Regions from separate parts of the Mus musculus genome. Here region 1 is linked to region 2. Evidence: chromatin contacts called from public Hi-C data. All regions are on one chromosome and are shown on one strand. Each heading gives the region's core, a stretch centred on a gene start, on an enhancer-like site or on the middle of the called end of the contact. The rest is flanking DNA. Distances are from core to core; before and after follow the strand shown. Region 1 holds the start of Ctr9 (CTR9 homolog, Paf1/RNA polymerase II complex component). Region 2 overlaps Swap70 (SWA-70 protein).

Region 1 (6,818 bases), core at 4,147-6,646, 750 kb after region 2:
AAGTCTTGAGTTCCAGTACTTAAAAAGTGTTTAAACACAGAAGCACTGACAACATCATTATATTAAAATGGGGTCATTAAGGTACTCCTCATCAACATAAGTGATGTCCTATACGCAGAGGCAGTTAGAACTCAGACACACAGAGGGACTGACTCTGAAACAGAGAGAAAACAAGCCCTCACAAGCCAAGAAAAGACGCCTCGGGGAGGATAAAATAAACACCCCAGTCAACATCCTGATCTCTAACTCTCAGCCTCAGAGCTAAGCGAAAATGAATTTCTGTTAAGTCATCCAGACTGAGGTATTTATTACCTAAGCCATAGCAAACAATGTACAGTTTCTCAAACCTCCTTAACGGGTGTATACAAATTGCCTAAAATATTTCCTTTTGTGTACTGATTCTCAAAAGATATCTAATTGAAGAACTAGAATATTCTTTGTTAAGATGAAACATTCTTTTATGACTTTTAACAGTGAGATATTGTAGCAACATATGAATAGCCTGCTTCCCAGGCTGGCTCATTGTGTGTTTAACAGGGCCACTGACTACAATGTCAACAACAGAGAACAGCCTCACAGCCTGTTCTAAAGCACTTTGCATGCTCCAGCTGCTTCACTCTAACCAGGAGCCCAGAGGCCCAGCATGGAGCTCAGAATTGTTGCCATTGTTTGTTGTTTTGGATGAGGTCTCACTATTTAGCCCTGGCTGATCTGGAACTGTGAAGACCAAGCTAGTTAACAAACTCACAGAGATCCACTTGCCTCTGGCTCCGGAGGGCCAGAATTCAAGGCATGCGCCACCATGTCTAGGGGAGCCTAGCATTTTGTGAGCAGACATTGCGCAATCAAGCTAACTGAACTGAAAGCACGCTGAACCTGGACCCACGGCTTCAAAACATCCAATCTGATCAGTGTCTGCTACAGTCAGGGAAAAACAAAAAGCCGGCTGCACCAGGTCAGGACCGCAGCAGGAGGTCTTCTGCCTGCCATTCCTCTCAGATCACCTGCTGACTACCCTGTCTTCATGCCTTCGTGCTGAAGTGCCTCAGGGACTGGACCCTTCCCTGCTCCTGCTCCAGTTTCTCTCTAGAATATCTCAGCCAATCCTACTGTTTGTTTTCATTTTGTTTTGTTTCTGGATCTTCAAGACAGGATTTCTCTTATATTTTTCCTCTGTGAGCCTAGCCTTCAACGGCTGAGTCATGGTGGCACATGCCTTTAACCCCAGCACTTGGGAGGCAGAGGCAGGTGGATTTCTGAGTTTGAGGCCAGCCTGGTCTACAGAGTGAGTTCCAGGACAGCCAGGGCTACACACAGAAACCCTGTCTCAAAAAACCAAAAGACAAAACAAAACAAAACAAACAAAAGACAGGGTTTCTCTGTGTAGCCTGGACTGTCTTGGAACTAAATTTCATTTAAATGCTAGTAGCTCTCAGGCTTCCTTCTCCAAGTCAGGAGTCGTCCTTCAGGTCTCCATCTCCAGCTGCTTAGCTGATGACTGCCTTTGGCCAGCTCAGTCTTATCAGCTGGTGGATCAGTGGCTAGACAGACCGAACCTTAAACCCCTCACTCCTCCTCCACTACCTCAGGGATGCAGCATGCCACTAGGACAGGAGTCTCTTAAGCAGTCTAGCCACATTCTTTCACCTTCCAGTCCATTTGCAAGCACACAGGACAATCTTCTAAAGCCACAGAGAACGTTTTCTCATTCCCTTTCTCTGATGCATACACATCTTTTAAAACTTTTCAGTCGCAAGGCACTTAGGTCAAAACCCCGAACTCAGGGAGTGGGGGTGGGAGAGCTAGAGATGGCTGAGTGGTTACAAGTGTGTTCTGTGCTTCCAGACGACCAAGTTTGGCGCCCAGCACCACGTTGAGCAACTCACAATTGCAACTGTCTTGTCCAGGGTATCCAATACCTTCCTCTAGGCTCCACAGGAACCTGAAGACAGACGTGTGGTATAAAACACACACACACACCACACACTCACATACTTAAATAAAAATAAGTCTGAAGGAGGAAGGGGAGGGGGAGGGGACACCAAAGCAGAGCTATTGTTAGAGCAATCACTTATAGTAACATCTGTGGGCTAGTAAGATGGCTGCATGGGTAAAAGCCCTTGATGTGCAAGCCTACATTGGAGGTTGATCCCTGGAGCCCTTGATGGAAAGAAAGAAGAAATACCTGAAAGTTGTCTTCTGTCCTCCACACACACAATAGTAAATAATAAATACGATTCTTAAGTTAAAAATAAAACACTTGGAAGAGTTTTTAAGTGAGCTCAGACTTAAAAGGACTGGTTCGGGCTGGAGAGATAGCTCAGAGGTTAAGAGCACTGACTGCTCTTCCGAAGGTCCTGAGTTCAAATCCCAGCAACCACATGGTGGTTCACAACCATCTGTAATGAGATCTGATGCCCTTTTCTGCAGTGTCTGAAGACAGCTACAATGTACTTACATATAATAAATAAATCTTAAAAAAAAAAAGGACTGGTTCATCAAATCTATACACACCAGAGTTTCCAGTTTTATAATTAGTCAGTTAGTGGTGGGAAAAGGACTATTTTCTCACATGATTCCAAATGATCTCATGTCTCCAAACTTTCACATTTAAAGTCTGCAATTAAATTGTTCTGTCAGAGAACCAGTGTCATTTGAGAAATGTTAAATACTTTCCTCTTGGGAGGCTGTAGGAAGTTAAACATTGTCCTATACTGGTTTATTTCAAAGCACAAAGTACTCTGTGTTTCCTGCTGCACCTTGGGACATCAGTGCTGACTAACACCATGAGCTTTTGTTCTACGCGGCTAACATCAGCATGCTTGAAGTAGGAATCTTCACTTCACCCTACTCTCCACGCACCCATGCCTTACGCTCCAGTCTCATGGCTTCCTTCTGGATTCATGAAGCTCCTCTCTCTAGTACACACCCACCCAAATCATACTAAATTCCCCATTAATTATCACATCTTCCAAATCCCAGTCTAAATCAAGTTCCCCTATTAACCAAACATCGAGTTCTATATTATCAAGATATCTTTGGTTACCAGTAAACAAGAGACCAAATGTCTGACAGGGACTTTCATACCAGGGAAGCTTTGGGTCATGTAAAATAATCACCACTGCCTACCACAAAGTGTGTGTGTGTGTCTCTGTGTGTGTGTGTGTGATTCGTTATAAGCTTTGTCACGATTTAAGCAGAAGTCAGTGTACTTCCTAAAACAATATCCATTAAATGCATGTGAGGACATTTGAAATATGGCTTATCCAAGTGGAGGATTGACTTTAATTGTAATTAATTGAAATTATGGAAAACTGAGGTATGTGACTCCTCTTCCAATTGTAGATATTAGAAAATCTAAATATTGACCCAAATAAAATTCATCAACTAAATTATATATATATAAAATACATGCTGGATTTCCAAGACCTAATAGGAAAAATGATAAAATATATTACTAAAATTAATTTAATCTGGCTTTTATATTTTAATGTGGTTGCTAACATTCTTTAAATTATGATGGGCATAGGTGGCTCACCCAGCACTGCACAGGCAGAGACAGACAGATCTCTGTGAGTTCAAGACCAACCTAATCTACATAGTAAGTTACAGGCTACATAGTAAGACCTTCTCTAAAAAAATTTTTTAAGATTACATATGTAGATAGCACTTTATTTATTTGGCAAGCACTTATTCAAACATGTAAAAATAGTTACACAACCATTAAGTCACAACATAAATTGAATTCAGGGGCTGGAGAGATGGTCAGCGGTTTAAGAGCACTGACTGAATTCAAAATCCAGCAACCACATGGTGGCTCACAACCATCTGTAATATCTGATGTCCTCTTCCGGTGTGTCTGAAGACAGCTACAGTATACTTACATATAATAAATAAATAAATCTTTAATAAATAAATAAATTTAATTTAGTTTCTTCTCAAGAGTTTTAAGAGAGTTAAGAGGAAAACTATAAATGAACTGGCATTTTTCATAAATACCTACGAGTGAAATATAGCTGAAACTAGGTTGGAGCTTGAAGCCAGAGAAGATGAAGAATCAAGAAAAGATGGCAAAGAGATAATAGTAGCTTTGGCTCAGCAGAAGAAATTGGGAGAAAGAGCAGTGAATATCTTAAAAAACACTGGCTAGCAGGGATGGAGGGGGGCTCTGTTTTGAGACAGGATCTCTCTATTCTGTAACCCCAGATTAGCCTGGAACTCCATGTATAGAGTAGAATGGCCTAAATTCAGCGCTCTCCTCCTGCTCCTCCCTCCTAAGAGTTGAGATTAAAGACATGTGCCACCACACCCAGTTAAACTAACCCTTTTTATTCCCCATTTGGGGGGGGGGGTTCGAGACAGGGTTTCTCTGTAGACCAGACTGGCCTCAAACTCAGAAATCAGCCTGCCTCTGCCTCCCAAGTGCTGGGATTAAAGGTACATGCCACCACTGCCCGGCCTATTCGCTTATTTATTAAGATCCTTCCCTTGTTTATTCCAAGCACAAGAAACTATTTAATACTCTTCTATAATGAAATCATGAGCTAAAATGTTTTTGAATTCTATAATTTCATTATTTAGGTTTAATAGAATTCTTTTGATTTTATTTAAATCAAACCTAGCAGTTCCTTTTCATTGTGCTCCTAAAGAAATATAAGTACATTAAGAAATATATATAAGCCAGGTGCCCAAGCATATGCCAATAACTGCAGCAGTCAGAAGGCTGAGGTCGGGAGTTTCAAGTCAACCTGGGATACAGAATATCTCAAGAAATAAACAGGGTCTGCAAAAAGTTGCCTGGCTCCAACGCTGTCTATCTGAGTTCGAGCCCTACGACCTTCAGAGTAGGAGAAAACTGATTCCCACAAGATGTCCCCTGCCCTCCATTTGCCACACCATCGCTCGCATGTATCCATATACAAATATGTAACGCAACAAATAAAAATAATAATCCGTGCATTATTACCATAACTTCAGAATTCACTGATTATGTCTATTTAAACTAGTCACAACGACATCACCAGTGTGACTTGCACAAACTGGCTGGGACAACACAAAACGACTGTAAAGCTGATAAAAGATTGAATTATCCCCCAAGAAGCTTAAGTGGCCGAAGAGGCAAGGCACCGCCCATAGAATTCGTCACCAGAGGCCCCGCCCATAGAGGCGTGGTTTCGCCTCACCACCACCACTCCCCGCTCCGGCGCGGGTCTGTGAGGAGCTCAGTTTGGACACCTTAGCGGCAGATGCCGCGTTCCCGAAGGCGCTCGGTCACCTACGGCTGACACAACAACAACCTCAGGACTATCAGTCTTTCCAAAGAAGGACGCATCAGAGCCGCCAGGCGGGCGGAGCTCGCGTGGGACACGCCCTACTGGTAGTGCTTCCGGGACAGGGGGCGGGGCCTCCGGAAGTGGCCGGTCGCGGTCTGAAGCTCGTTGTTTCAGCGGCGGACAGCAGAGGAGAAGCTGGTCTCCGGCAGCTCCGCTGGGTGTGAGGTGTGGTAACCTCTGTAAGGCTGGAAGCCGGGACTGCGATCTGCCGAGCGGCGGGGTGAGAAGCGCCTGCTTTCAGAGCTCACCATGTCGCGGGGCTCCATCGAGATTCCCCTCCGGGATACTGACGAGGTGGGTGCCGAGTGTGCAGCGGGGGAGGGCTATGAACTTGGACGATCCCAGCGCCGATTTTGCTCCGCTTGGTTTTTGGAGGGGAGAGCCGCAGCCGAGCTTCTCGGCCCAGGCACCACTCAGCTGGTCACCTTTCTGGCCGCAAGGACTTCGGGAAAGTTCGCCTGCAGCCTGCTCCTTGTTGACAGTCGGCTGTCTTCCGAGGCGCAGGGGTGTGAGCGCCGAGTAAACCTCACCTCTTACAGAGGGGAGTCAGTGCCCCAGGGGCTACCTGCTGCTCCAACTTGGGATTTGTTTATTTTTTTAAATCTCCCTGGGTATCTGAGAGACGGCTCTTAATGCCATGGAAGAAAAGTCTGTCAAGGCACACTATTAACACAGCTCTCTGGGCGAGATAAGGGGCCCGAGATTTAGCCGCTCCTGTGTGCTGATGGCAACGACCCACTTTCATCCATGGCGTGTGGTTTGTCCGAATAAAGCTCCAGCGTTGCCTCAGTCAGACTAGATTTTACACACTTTTATTTTCGATCGAGGTAGAATTCATTTCTAAAATATGGTGGTCTTGGGTACATTCCAGAATATTTTTCTTCTAATTGTTGGTGCCCACATTTTAGGCATGTATGTGACCCACGATACTGCCTCCGTGATTTAAGTGACCGTTGGTATTCAACTTTGCCTGTCCTCTGGGATAGAGTTTCTCAAGCTCTCAGACCTATGGCATCAGTGTTTCGTTGGCCTATGGGTTGTACAAGGTTTCATTTTGGTTTTGAGTAAGCAAGTCGTTGAGAATTTTATAGTTTTAGCGATGTGAAGAACGACCAACAGGATTTGCCTGCTTTTCTATGCTTTGACCAAACCAGACTACAACCTGTTTGCCATGTGTTTCCTAAATAGGAACATGTATTAATTAGTTCACTCCATTGAAAGTGAGTACATACCCTTTGTGTATGGGCATTGATGAGTATTCAAAACACGCAGAAGAGAGAAATTGTGAATTTAAAAAGGAAACGAAACGTTTATTCTGTGTTTTAGGTCATTGAACTTGACTTCGATCAGTTACCGGAGGGAGACGAAGTCATCAGCATTCTGAAGCAGGAGCACACACAACTGCACATATGGATTGCCTTGGCGGTCAGTATTCCTAGAGCAGATTTTTCTGTTGACTAAAAAAACATAGGATTTTGGTTCTCA
Region 2 (6,811 bases), core at 4,130-6,629:
CCCTGCACAGGCCATTCTGTGAGCTCTCGGGACTCTCACGAGAACACTGGGAGCTAATGTTGGTGTCGTAATTTATAAACTTCAGAGAAGTACACCAGCATGTCTGAAAGTATGTGTGTCAGGGTACTGGGTATGGAACTCCGTGACTCACACATGTGAAGTAAACACTACCAGCAAGCGGTCCCCCAGCCCTGTCTTTATGTTTTTAAAAACAGGGATTAACTCCTCTTCAATCCAGAGGGGAAAGCCATGCACTTGTTAGTGCCCAGGGATGGGGAAGGAATTATAGGCAGTAGGACCTGCAGCTCATAGGCTGTTCTGCCTGGGCAAAGGCTCACTCTTAAGATTTGGAAAACAGGTTTCTGGCTTTAAAATAGAAAAGAATGTAAAGAGAAGTTCCACCTTTTTTTCTTGACTCGAATAAAAGTATAGAGTAGAAAGGATAACACATACAGAACAGGGGTGTGGCGTTGGGTTGCAGTTTATTTTCTTGAACTCCTAGCGTGGATGCTGAGTGTACCCTCCCGTTCCCTACATCCTTAGCCGAAAGGCAGAGGTGCGGTGGGAGCCTTGCCGTGGGACAAAGTCACCCAATTTAAGCAAGACCACCATCCTCTCATCCCTCCAGATCAGACAGCAGATGGAGGAGCAGGTTGCCCAGAAGTCCTCCGAACTGGAGCAGTATCTGCAGCGAGTTCGGGAGCTGGAAGACATGTACCTAAAGCTGCAGGAGGCTCTTGAGGACGAGAGGCAGGCCCGGCAGGATGAAGAGACTGTGCGCAAGCTTCAGGCCAGGTGCAGATGGTTTGCTGCCCTCTCCCTCGGGGGCTTTGCTTGCTCAGGATTCTAACACTGTTGTTTAGTCTGGGAGACCCTGCACATTGGGCTGGCAGGGGTGTTTCTTCTGATCGTGGGGTACAGAATCCTTTGCTTGGGGGTCTAAGGGCCTTGTACCGAGAGCATTCTGGTGGCCCTGTTTGCCGGGATGCACTTCATTCTACTCCAGAACGTCTATCTGCCAGATCAGCTGTAGTGGAAACTTGAGTTTGGCCTGAGTGGCCCTTGCTGCAGAGGCAGGACTGCCTTGGGCCAGGCTGCAACAGAGTTTGGTGGATGGGGGGGGGGGGGGGAGATATATATACTTTCTGTTGGTAGTGTGGGGTTGCCACCATTTCTTCACATGTAATCCAAGTTTTAAAGTTGAAACTAGATTTTGCCCCACCCCTGAACTTTTAAAATCTGGTTTACAATTTATGATATTTATATTCTCAGAGAAAAATTTTGATTTGAATTTTTTTCTTTTTGACTGCGTGTACATCTGTGTGAGGGTATTAGAAGCGCTGGAACTAGAGTCACAGGCAGGTGTGAGCCACCATGTGGGTGCTGTGAATTGAACCCAGGTTGTCTGGAAGAGCCACCTGTGCTAACCGCTGAGCCATCTCACCAGCCCCTGCTTTGGGTCTTTGTAACATCAGGGAGGATGCCAGAGGATGGGGAGCTGTCCTGGTTTAACCCATTGTCTCGTTTACTTCTTCATGAGGCCTTGTGGGAGGCAGTACAGATGTACCTGGGCCTTGAGCTGTAGCTCCCCACCCCATGTTGGGGAACAGTTAGAAGGTAAGCTGGTAGAATTTATACAGCTGCCAATCCTCATGTGAGAAGCAAAAGATGCTGTTTAAACCCGGGAAGAAAAGGAGAGGACCTGAGATGGCTCAGCAGGTAAGAGATGCTCGACACTGTGCAAGCCTGATGCCCCTAGTTCTATCGCTGCCACCCATGTCAAGGAGGAACGAGGAAACGGACTCACCGGGTTGCCCTCTGACCTCCACACACTTGCCATACCTCACACAGCACACACATACACATGATAATAAGTTAAAAATATTAAAAATGGAAAATAAACTGGAAAAGGCGTCTCCTCTAGTTGTATACTTAGCCAAAAGTGATGGGGCTGGTGAGATGGCTCAGGGGTAGAGGTCAGCTTGATCTCTGAGATCCACATGGTGTAAGGAGAACAAACCTGTCTAATCTCCACGCGTGCACCTCTGCATGCAGCCACACCCAAACAACATAACAAAAAGGCATCCAATGTTTCGTTTAGAAAAAACTGATTTGGGGCCACCCAGGTGACTTGGTGGGTAAAGCCGCTTGCTGCATAAGCCTGGCAGCCCAGGTCCAATCCATGGAACCCACAGGAAGGGGGAAGGAGAGAAGCTACTGCACAGGGTTGCCCTCTGCCCTCGACAGCTACTTGGAGCTATCAGTGGTGCTGTTGACAGTGGCATTAGCAGGTCATTCAGGAGAAGGTGCAAATCCCATTTCACTTCCAGAGAGTGGCACTCTGAGTGACACTAGACATATTTTGAGCTACAGATTTGTTCTTGCTGGGAGTTTATAGATTACTCTCATGCACAAAATCTATGGGGAAGGCATGTTTCGGTAGTTTTGAGGGAAATAGGATATAACACAGCAGAGATTAAGCCTCGGAAGAGCAGGTAACTCAGACGTTTACAGAAGTATCAGCGCTCCTGTGTGTGGGGTAGATGGTGCTTTCTGCAGTGGTGACTTTTCTCTGGCTTTGATAATGAGAAAAGCAACTAGGGAAAGGAGGGTTCGCTTTGGCTTGCGGTTCCAGAGGGGAGTCTGTAATTGCTGGGAAGGCATGGCGTGGTGGCAAGAGCAGGAAGTGGCTCATCCCCTCGCCATCCGCGAAAGGAACAGGAAATGAGGTGAGCCTTACAAAGCCTGCACCCTGTGACACAGAAGAATGGAAATGGGCTAGAAGGGTCGGCTGAAAGGCCATATGGGTCTGTGAGTTTTTATGTCACCAAACTAAAGTTGAGTTTTATTTTTAAGATATAGTCTCACTATGTGGCCCCAGATGGCCTGAAACTGGCTCTGTAGACCAGGTCTGCCTGCCTCTGACTCCCAAGTGATGGGATTGAAGGTATGCACCACCACTGCCCGGCTTATTATCATTATTTTTGAGAAAGGCTGACCTCAGGAGGAAGATGCTATGTAGTTGAGTATGACCTTGAACTCCTGATCTCCAGGACTCCATCCCTGGAGTGCTGCCTACAGACATGTACCGCATCTGTTACTAGCTAGCTATTGAGCCCAGAGCTCTGTACAAGATGGATAAGCACTCTTCCACCTGAGCTACATCCCAGGCCCAGGGGATAGCTTTTGAATGCCTGAAAGGGTCCATGATGTACCTGGTACAGTAGTGTGCACTGCTGCCTCTCTGCCAGCTGCTGGGATGTTTTTCATGTGTTTGAAGGCAGCCGGGGCCCAGGTTCTTAAGTGAGGTATGGATGGGTACTTAATTCCCATGGTACTTGAATTTAAAGTAGTATTTTACTATGTCAAACTTTTAGTTTTTTATCCATAAAATAATGGTGATTGCCGGTTTCAGGGCTGTGAGGATGAAGTTAGATGTAGCAGGTACAGTGTTTAGCATGCCAATGTTTAGTTTTCTGTTCTTTGATCTCATTCATGGATGGGGAAGATACGTCATGTACAGAATTAAGAAGGATGTTGAATGATAGCATTAGGTCAAGAGAACATCAGAAAGACAGAGGGACTAGAGATGGCTCAGCAGCTAAGAACACTTGCTGCTGCTCTTATGGTGGGCTAGGGTCCAGGTCCCAGTACCCTTATGGCAGGTCACAACGGATTCTCCTGTCTTCGCCTCCTGAGTTGCTAGGAGGACAGACGTGTGCACACACTTGGCTTATTCCTTCTCTGTAAAGGAGGACGCTTAGGCACAGGAAGGGCGGAAGTGCTGAAACCTTTAGTCAGAGGTCAGTTTGCAAACCACAGAAACCAACTTGGATGAGGGAAGGCAAAAGGTGATTTATGGGAACATTCTTAAATAGTTCTCCAGTTCCATGGAGGGCAGGTGGCCTGGCTTGAACAGTGGCAGGAACCAAGGGGTATGGGCCTGGGGCGGATGCCACAGACACACACAGGTCAGCTCTCCTGTTGCCCCTGCCATCAGTAAGAACAATTATCCATCGTCTCTGGTTCTGTGCCAGGCGCTTTTGAGTCAGAGTTCCAGGGAACAATTGCTTTGCCAAGCTCATTTCTTGTTCCACCAAGCTCTGCTGCCAAGGGCAGGTGGCAAGGTCTGTATGGTGGAGTCTGTACTGGGAGATGGGGCTTCACCTCCCACAAGACCCCACTGTGCTATTCTCTAGCTGCATGAAGCAGCCTAGCCCTCTGAAAGCTTGCCCTTCCTCTGTACTTCAGCACTCTCACTGACCATAGAAGAGCATTGGCAAAGAACACAGATGCGTAATGGATAGCTATGAACGGGGAGTGCATGTCAGGGCTGTCTGCGGTGCTGCGCTCAGTGGTAGACACTGTATTCTGGAGACTTCCAAGGAGCTCAAGTGTGCCTCTAGGGGGATTTGGGATCTGGAAGGGGTGGTGTGGTCCTTGCCTCTTTCCTTGCTGCTGCTGTAGAGAGCAGATGCTGCAGGTGACAGTGGTTGCCCTGCCAGATGACTTGACTCTGTGGCTCCTTGTTAGACTTGTGCCTTGACACTGTTGGCGTTTGGCTACACTGTCTGCGTAGTGCAGGCTTGGGCGGTGTATTGGTTTATTTATTTAAACACAAATGTAGTTGACTAATCCAAGCCAGCTTGTTCTTGCGACTAGCACTTTGGCGTCAAACACCTGCATTGAAGTCCATTGTGTCCTCTGCGGTACACTTGTGGACACATTCCTTCATCTGTGACGAGGGACCGGTACCTCCAGGATTGTTTTGTTGGTAATAGGTCTTTATTAGATGAATAAATGTTTCAGTGTTGTAGCAACTAGGCAGGTTGCAGAGCTTGGCTCCTTGGCCTTACTTCTTCATCTCAGATGTGACTACTAATTGAACATATGTGCACTCTGCAAAGCAGCGGAGAAAACACACTTGACGCTGTTCTTAACATACACTTGCCACTGTCTAAATGCTAGTTTTCGTTTTCCTTCATGTAAGATTGAGGACACTTGGAGCAGGACATGCGGGCTGCTCTCAGGCTTTGTGATAGACACTCCTTGGCTCCCAGTCTCCTTTAAGATGGGAGGCCTCGGATGACTGAGATGCTCGTCTCTGAAATGCTTGTCCATCTTGGCCAGGGTCCCCAGCAGGGTGTGACCCCGAGTGTCCTCTGTGTTACAGGTTGCTGGAGGAAGAGTCTTCTAAGAGGGCAGAGCTGGAAAAGTGGCACCTGGAGCAGCAGCAGGCCATTCAGACAACAGAGGCGGAGAAGCAGGAGCTGGAACAGCAGCGTGTCATGAAGGAGCAGGCATTGCAGGAGGCCATGGCACAGCTGGAACAGTTGGAGTTGGAGCGGAAGCAGGCCCTGGAGCAGTATGAGGTGGCTGGACTTAGCCCTGACACACCTGTAACTGGCACCTGAGATCAGCTGGGGTGGGGGTGGGGCTCTGCACCTAACACTGCACAAACCAATGTAAACAGACTCCAGCACTCACTTGGCGGAATCTTGCTTAGCAAAGAGAAGAAAGAAGCAGTTTTATTTTGTTTTCTACAGAGGTGTCTGTCCACTCAGGGACCATGCAGGAGTGTGATGAGGAAGTACAGTTACATGCTGTGACAGAGGGTCCCCACGCTGCAGAATTGACTCCAAGGACACAGGGATAGCATGCAGGTGTAGGCAGTACCCATTGCCCCACCCTGAGGGTGAGCACCTAGGGAGGTCACTTACTCCCAGCCCCTCACTCAGACCTTATTGGAGGGGCCCATGGTGGCAGAGAGGTGCTGACATTCGAGACCAGAGGAAGTCACCGAGAAGCTACGTCCTCAACACCAATGTCTTAGTTACTGTTGCTGTGAGAAAACACTGTGACCAAGGCAACTTATAAAATAGTATTCAATTGGACTTACGGTTTCAGTGGTTAGAGTCCATGATGGGGGAATGAAGACAAAGGCAAGGACAGCTGAGCACCCACGTCTTCTGAAAGCATGAGGCAGAGAAACACTGGAATGGCTCTTTTGGAACCTCAGAGTCTAGCCCAGTGACATAGCTCCTCCAACAAAGCCACTCTCCTAATCCTTCCCAAACAGCTCCACTGACTGGGAACCAAGTATTCAAACATATGAACCTACTAGGGCCACTCATTCAAGGACACCGTGGCCATGGTTGTCCTGACTGTGTGCCAGCAGACCAGCCCTTCCTTTTCATGTCCTTCAGAACCTATTCCTATTGAAGCTAAGACTGACAGTTATTGTGAGAGAGCTGAGCTAGCAACAAGACAGGCCAGGAAGGGCAGGTGTGGGGCAGAGGCAGAAAGCTGACACAGAGGGGCCTACTGTCACATGCATGAGGTGAGATGAGCCTTGGAGTCACAAGGCTTGGCCTCCACCCTGCTTCCTCCACCTTGGGCAGATGCTTAGCTCTCTGAGCCTGAGTTTTTGCTAGTGTGCAGTAGATAACGATAGCTCTTCCTCCTTACAGTGACCCTGGTCATTTAATGAGGGAGTCCACGGGTGTACAGTAGGTGCCAGTCCACGCTACTTAGATCTTAATCTGCCACTTTTGTCCTAGGGAGTTAAAAAGAAGCTAGAGATGGCAACACATATGACCAAGAGCTGGAAGGACAAAGTGGCCCATCATGAGGGATTAATACGATTGATAGAACCAGGTAATATTTATATATATATATATATATATATATGTATAATTATCTATTTTAACTTATTTTCTGTTGCATTTATGCAGTTTAATTTATGTGAACAAACAACAGTAACTTTCTTAGGGGCACAAAGCTCTTGCTTCTATACATAGCACCACATAAA

Evidence for each region. Hi-C and Micro-C count contacts between places; a contact is called where the count stands out from the background.
Region 1: a Hi-C map of uterus shows a contact between it and region 2. The contact joins the promoter of Ctr9 here to the enhancer-like site in region 2. A contact is called at or near these places in 4 of 39 promoter capture datasets (the C10 cell line, embryonic stem cells, hippocampal neurons and 1 more), 3 of 15 datasets of contacts at CTCF or cohesin (embryonic stem cells, large pre-B cells and stem cell-derived epiblast-like cells), 32 of 484 Hi-C or Micro-C datasets (the AtT-20 cell line, B cells, the C3H10T1/2 cell line and 22 more), 7 of 115 datasets of contacts at active chromatin or transcription factors (the NIH/3T3 cell line, astrocytes, embryonic forebrain and 4 more) and 2 of 9 other capture datasets (embryonic stem cells and liver).

What each region holds. Positions count from the first base shown.
Region 1 is chr7:111,023,555-111,030,372 of GRCm38.p6, forward strand. Ctr9 (CTR9 homolog, Paf1/RNA polymerase II complex component) reads left to right here and starts at 5,397. Exons shown (of 25, transcript NM_009431.2): 1 at 5,397-5,627; 2 at 6,660-6,758. The coding sequence starts at 5,583.
Region 2 is chr7:110,274,007-110,280,817 of GRCm38.p6, forward strand. It overlaps Swap70 (SWA-70 protein), which reads left to right. Exons shown (of 12, transcript NM_009302.3): 9 at 629-795; 10 at 5,174-5,372; 11 at 6,561-6,657. Among named protein-coding and RNA genes, the nearest start is that of Gm32861, 11 kb to the right of the region's middle. Within about 2 kb of position 5,380, at least 27 of the 459 cell types and tissues checked have an H3K27ac peak or open chromatin away from gene starts, as enhancers often do. A contact at or near this core is called in stem cell-derived neural stem cells and uterus, where this site is marked.